Regions from separate parts of the Mus musculus genome. Here region 1 is linked to region 2. Evidence: chromatin contacts called from public HiChIP or PLAC-seq data. All regions are on one chromosome and are shown on one strand. Each heading gives the region's core, a stretch centred on a gene start, on an enhancer-like site or on the middle of the called end of the contact. The rest is flanking DNA. Distances are from core to core; before and after follow the strand shown.

The links. HiChIP or PLAC-seq counts read pairs in DNA pulled down with a chosen protein or histone mark.
Region 1: a FOXA1 HiChIP or PLAC-seq map of pancreatic cancer cells shows a contact between it and region 2. The contact joins two enhancer-like sites. A contact is called at or near these places in 1 of 15 datasets of contacts at CTCF or cohesin (the NIH/3T3 cell line), 3 of 484 Hi-C or Micro-C datasets (bone marrow-derived macrophages, macrophages and muscle stem cells) and 2 of 115 datasets of contacts at active chromatin or transcription factors (bone marrow-derived macrophages and pancreatic cancer cells).

Annotation. Positions count from the first base shown.
Region 1 is chr13:6,235,191-6,238,613 of GRCm38.p6, forward strand. No RefSeq gene overlaps it. Among named protein-coding and RNA genes, the nearest start is that of Gm35615, 53 kb to the right of the region's middle. Within about 2 kb of position 1,506, at least 15 of the 459 cell types and tissues checked have an H3K27ac peak or open chromatin away from gene starts, as enhancers often do. A contact at or near this core is called in pancreatic cancer cells, where this site is marked.
Region 2 is chr13:6,028,659-6,032,245 of GRCm38.p6, forward strand. No RefSeq gene overlaps it. Among named protein-coding and RNA genes, the nearest start is that of Gm46401, 110 kb to the left of the region's middle. Within about 2 kb of position 1,608, at least 67 of the 459 cell types and tissues checked have an H3K27ac peak or open chromatin away from gene starts, as enhancers often do. A contact at or near this core is called in pancreatic cancer cells, where this site is marked.

The DNA of each region.
Region 1 (3,423 bases), core at 256-2,755, 210 kb after region 2:
CAAGATACTCTTGAAAAGAACATTTTTTTTTTTTTTGCCCAGCAAGCTACTGAGAATATACTCACTGGCAGTTTAAAGAATCTTTTGGATTATAAAATAGATAATTATGTAGAGATGATAGCTGGGAACACAGTTTACTCTAACTCGGGTTTTACCTTGGTATTTCCACTTCTGACTTACATTCTCAAGAAATGAGCAGTAGAAGAAATGTACAAAACCTAACTGGAGCTAAGAAAGTGACTGGGTGTATTTTTGACATACAATCCTGAGGACATGAGTTCTATCCCAAGAACCTAGGTAAGGGTAGGCTTGGTAGAGCATGATTGCAATTCCAGTACTCCAACTGTGAGATGGAAGTTGAGGTCAGGGAAATCCCCAAAGGCTAACAGGCTTTCTGATACCCTGACCTACACAGCTGACAGTGACAGGAAGCGCTGCCTTAATCAAAGTAAAAGGTCACTTCTGACTTCCAGTGCACATTTCATGATGTGTGCATGGTTCCCCCCCTCACATCCCCCAAAAATACTTACTTGAGTGATGCCCTTTGAAAAAACTTACATTATGGCTGAATAGTTATATCCTTGGTCCTGCCACTCAAACCACAAATATGGGAATAATGCCTTCTGCTCCATATTGAAAAAAAAAAAAAAAAAAAAAGAGCTCTTTGTAAATCATCATGTTTCTCTAGTGATGTATGCACATCAATACCATCCTGTACTACCATATTCAATGTTTCTGAAGAGATGGGACCTAGTTCATGCTACTATTTTGTTGCCGAAGCTACAGTGCTGTGTTTTCAGTCCATTGGGAGTATCTGACCAGGCACTCCACAAAATTCAAGGAAGATGTGAGACTTACTAGAAAGTAATTCTATTAAGAAATGTCTGAATGATTAACCCATTCATCAATGGGTTAGGTTGTCTTGCTGTTGTTTTTCATAAAATCAACCTGTTGCTTTAAGTAGTCTATGATCACATTACTGAGAAAACAAACAAATACATTTCAAACAAAAAAATTTACTAATACAAGGCACTCAAAAAATGAAGGTCAGTTGTGGTTGACAAGAAGTTGGAAAGGTAACTATCAGTGGAACTGAGCTTCATACTGTAGTAGAGGCATTGAATATCAGAATAATTCTGATGTCTTTCCTGAGATTTGAGGTATATTTTTGAGAGCATGGGTATTGGCTGCTGGGTAGGTAGGGAGGATCTGGGAGGAGTTTCTGGAAGGGAAAACATGGTCAAAATATATTCTATGGAAAAAAGCATTTAAGAAGAGGAGGGGGAAGAAGAAAGAAGAAGAGGATCCGGAGGAGACGTCAGAAAATGACCATTATGCTAGATTTTGTGTTTCTGAACTTACACAACCCGAAGCACAGCCTTTCAGCTGCTGGAAGCTGTTAGGGTATTACACTGTACATTGAGCATCCCTTAGATGCTGTGCAGGAGAGTCCGTACTGTTACTCCTGCTGAGCAGGAAGCCAGCCCACATACCTTTGCATCCCGACCCTTTTCCTACATCCTTTAGCGTATCAGCTACCGCCCATGAGTCACTCAACAAACAGGTACAGAGGTCTTGTTCACTTTGTGGCTTAGGAGAACATTCCAGCGTCTCTGGTAAGGAAGACCAGAGTCTAACCCCAAAGTTTTAAATGGCTAGAATTACTAGTAGTGACTGAATGTTACGATGTTAAGATGGTATCTCAAGTTTCCTTCTAATGCACCTCGCTGCCTATTTCTACATAAATTTCTCCCTAAATTCCAGAAGATACCATGCTTCTGAGAAAAGTAGCCTAGTCTTGCAGGAAACTGCCACGTTTCCTGCTTCTTTTTATTAATCATTGTGTGGAAACAGAAAATAGCAAAATAAATAAGTACATAAATAAATAACCTCTCTGTTATGTCCTAGTTCAGCTCTGACCAGGAAAACTTTCATTATGAAAATGAGAGCATTGGGGAAAGTACATTGCTGTTAATTTTATTGTATTTCCAGGTTGGATGTCACTGCATACCTGTACTTTTACGGGCAAATCTTCTACAGTCATGCTTATAGAATAGGGCCAACTCTCATAATCAGGTCTGATTTGCCCTGTGAATCAGGAGAACATTCCAGAAGAACAAGAAGCTCCCAGGGGCTCTAACTACTCGGATAACTGGAAGACCAACTTAGCTGTGTGGTCAGTCCTTAAGTCCACATATTCCTTGAGTAAGGCACAGTTATGCAAGAGCTACAAAAGGACAAAATGTATACGACATAGAGTCATCCTTCTTCTCTTGCTAAGTGATGAAATGTTGACAGTGTTCTCTCCCACAATCTTGAAAGCCAATGATAGGTGTGGTTTTTAAGGGCAGGCAAGCTGTAAATCTACAGCACTACAGTAGGCATGCAGTGGGTACTGGGCATCTGGGCACCATCAGGACATAATTAACTCTCTGCAGAAGAGATGCAAGCTACCTCCTTCATTTCTAGAGACCAGACCTGAAATCTGGATGCAGATGAACTCTGTTAACTGTGATAAAAAGATGGAATATTCATCTCACCAGGAGGGGAAGTAGCTTTCTCATCCATCAATGCTTTATTCCTGAACAAAATTGAACTGCCAAACCTCAGTGTGTTAAAACAGTGATGTACCCCTTGATAAATGAAGAATGGAGGATTAGAGGTTTGGGTCTTCCAAACTGAGATGTCTCCCAAAGTTCAGATCCTCAAAATGTGACTATGTTTAATCATATGTTGAAAACTAAATGCAACTGTTGGCTGAGCTGAGGAAGTGTAGCTTGTAGAAGCTATAATGCCTTCCATTCTCTTACTACCCACCGCAGACATCACAGAGAATTTTTTTTTAAATTAGGTATTTTCCTCATTTACATTTTCAATGCTATCCCAAAGGTCCCCCATACCCACCCCCCCAATCCCCTACCCACCCACTCCCCCTTTTTGGCCCTGGCGTTCCCCTGTACTGGGGCATATAAAGTTTACAAGTCCAATGGGCCTCTCTTTGCAGTGATGGCCAACTAGGCCATCTTTTGATACATATGCAGCTAGAGACAAGAGCTCCGGGGTACTGGTTAGTTCATATTGTTGTTCCACCTATAGGCTTGCAGTTCCCTTTAGCTCCTTGGGTAATTTCTCTAGCTCCTCCATTGGGGGCCGTGTGACCCATCCAATAGTTGACTGTGATCATCCACTTCTGTGTTTGCTAGGCCCCGGCATAGTCTCACAAGAGACAGCTATATCTGGGTCCTTTCAGCAAAATCTTGCTAGTGTATGCAATGGTGTCAGCATTTAGAAGCTGATTATGGGATGGATCCCTGCATATGGCAATCACTAGATGGTCCATCCTTTCGTCACAGCTCCAAATTTTGTCTCTGTAACTCCTTCCATGGGTGTTTTGTTCCCATTTCTAAGAAAGGGTAAAGTGTC
Region 2 (3,587 bases), core at 358-2,857:
GGGTCAGTTAGAGACCTCAAGGCAAAGAACACTCGGGGAATATATCTACTGCCAACCTTTGGCTCTACACTTAATGCTCACACCCTTGCAAACACACACACACACACACACACACACACACACACACACACACACACAGTAGAAGTGGTGAGAGAGAGAAGAGAGCAGGAAAGGGGAGGGAGAAAATGTTTGTACTTAGAGTAGCTTCAGAGTTTGTGCCTTGCCTTATCCCAATGAGGATCAATGATGAGCCACATCAAAAATCCCTTTGTTCCTCTTCAATGGCAGGCTATTTGTATTAAATCCAAGCAAGAGCAATAGCACGCCCAGCACAACCCCTTTGCATAATCTTATATAGGATTAACAGGGTTAAACCTAGAACACCAGGGATGACTTTGCCCTTGAGACACACCTGTGAGTGAAACTGCCAAGCTGCCAGGGCAATCATTGTAAAACAGGGTTACACTTGAGCTATAGAGTTAACTGACAAGTTGGTGCAGAAGCAGTCGAAACTTCGCTCTTGCCAGGAAAGAGATCTGCAGAAACTATGAATAGAAGAGAAAAAAAAAAAAAGTTCAAGGTAAATGGAGCTGTTCGGCCTGAAGAAAGGCTGATTGTTTTTGCAAAAAAAAATTTCCCCACAGACTTGGCAGCAATTAACAGAGAAGTGATAACCAAGGTAAGAGAATGGAGATTTCAGATGAATATGTAAAAGACTAAAGTCATGTTTAATGCAAAGAAGTAAGCAAACAGTAGAAATAATTAAAAGCTGTTAAGGCATATGTCTGTTGGCTGACACATATGTTATTAGACTACAAGACTATATGGCCAGTTGCTTCTAAGAATTTGTCTTTGCCACAAACCATTCCAATGAGTAATAATGTACAATAACATTTGGTATCCATGAGGCACTGTCCATCCAGTCCGTCAGAGTTTCCATCCTCGGTGTTGCTCTTCAGCAGCCGGCTAGGTTATGACATCAACTGTGGAAGCAATTCGCCTCTGCCTTTTCCAAAGCAGCTGCCTTTGGTTACCTGTTTCAGCCAGCTATTAATTGTCTGCAGATGGAGGTTGTGACACAGGGGTGGCCCCTTTCTGCCAGTCATCGAGCTCAACATCTGGATCGCACCCCACCAACTCTTCTTTAATATTGGCCATTAAGGGATAAAGAGAGAAATGGCTGCTGGCTTTGTTTATTTATTTTAATCTCCGATTCAGTTCCTTCCACTTCTCTCCTTCCTCCTTCCTCATTCTCTTTCTCTTCCTCTTTCTGTTTCCTACTTACTCTGCTGATCCTCTTCCTCCTTCTTTTCTCCTTTCCACCCTTTCCTCCTTTGTCCCCTCCTCCTCTTCTTTCTCATTCTCTCTTTCTTTTCTTTTCCCTCCGATATTTTTCCCTCCTGTCTTCCTTCTCCCTAGACAATCACAGGCTGTGTTATCAGATTAACTTCCAACTACCTGGAATGCCAAAGTAGAAAATAGAAAACCTCAGAGTAACAGCCAACCATAAAGTAAGGTCTGGTTGATCACTGCAAGATTGGTATGAGTGTCTGTTACAGTCCTGCAGTTCTCTGGACTCCTGACATGTGGTTTCCATAAGGTCAAGGAGATTCCATGAGCCTCTGTCATCACTCCTATTCCACCATTTGGGAGGAGGGAGGGCAAGGAGAGGGTGTCTCTTCCATTTAAGGAAGTTTTTTGGAAGCTGTAATTTTACTCCTACCCACCCAGTAGGTGGGACTTAGTCATCTGTGTAAACCTGGCTATAGGGAACTGGTGAATGTGCTCTTTATCGGGGTAGCTATGCAGCTTCTTACAAACCAGAGGCTTCCTTACTGCGAAGCAGAAAGACAAATATTGCAGAACTTCTGGTTACACCTACAATGTGGCCTTCAAAGGTCCCAAAATAAATATAGTATGGATGTTTGTTAACTTAGACAATTGACTAGCTCGAACTTACAATAATTCCTATTGTAAAGTGGTCCCTGAGTTCCCACCAGAAAGGACAGACAAACACCAATTTTAGATAATTTATTCATGATATGCTGTAATCCTTCACAAATGCACTTTGTTTCAAGAAGCTCTTGATGTACTTTGTTAGTACTAAGAAGTTATATGAATTTAATCACTAATTTACATTTTCAAAGTACCTGTCCCATAAGATCATTTAATTCAATATATTATTTTATAATATATTTTATGAAATAATTATTGATTTCTAATAGTTATCAATAGCACCATTGTTCACAGATATGCTGATATCAACCAGTTCTGCAATTGTCAATTGTTTCCTAAGGTCACTCAACAACCACTATAAAGGTTGCAATAAACTAAAATGAGGCTTTGCATGGTTCAAGTAATGAGCTGATAAATTTTACCTCCCCACCTGAACTGAGAGTTTACAGAGACTAGAAAATGAGTTTGTTACATAGAAGTCAAGTGCCATAACTACTCTGAAAAATCCAACAGGACGGGAGTGGTGTCACTGTGTTCCATGATACAGTGAAGATGGCCACCTTGAGAGACTATGGAGTAGAACATAGTGATGCATCAGATAGTAGCTCTTGTAGTTATCTGTGAAGAACATGAGCCCAGAAGAAGTTGAAACCTCTACTATCATATTAGATTTAAGTGTGTGTGTGTGTGTGTGTGTGTGTGTGTGTGTAGAACTACAGTTCTTTGGGCTATGTATCATGCTCTCTTGAGAAAATTTGTTTCTAAGAACAATAGAGAATCTCAAGAACAGGAACCAGGAATGCCATTTTTTCAAAGGATCCAGGAAGACTCTGAGACTTGACATCACTCCTTGGATGAAAATTTGGGAAAAGTTGGACAAAACATTTGAAAATATCCCCTCACTATTTTGAGGATGTATTCCAAATCAACTTATTCACAGACCTTCATCAACACTGGGTAGAAGACTGGAGAAAATGTCATTATAAGAATTATGACCAAATGGTTTTTGCACTCTCTTTTACAGCTTTACCCTATTTTCTTTATAACTCGTATGTTGAAATGTATGTCTCTAGCTTAAAGTTTCCTAATATATCTACACCTCTCTCTTCTCTTGTGCCCACTTCAATAAGCAAGCTCCTAGATCCAGCATACCATGCTGCCTCCTGCCACTTTTACAAATGTACAGTTGATCCCCTGAATCAGGATTTAAGACTAAAATTTGGCAGGGAACTCAGCAGCCCATTTATTAAGTGCACAGGTTATCAAGGGTATCAGTTACTTTATATATCAAAATCTGAAAAGGTACTCCCACTGACACCCACCCATGCCTTACTAACTTTAATCATATATCGTGTTCAAAGATGAGAATCCTAGCCTAGATGAATGGGAAATTTATGTAAGGTGATCTTACTCTATTTCTGAAATTAGAATTTACTTACAGTACTGTCTAGCAAGCTGTGCGTTGACATATTTACTGTCAATGGGTTTCAGAATTCGCCACTTCATCTTATCTGGATATGAAGGATCCATTTAGATGATTTGCATCTGAAGGATCTCAATGCCAGGGAAGGGGTGAAGCTGAGTGTCGAATGAAATAAAAAGGATGAGTGGGTAACTAGTGAACCACACAT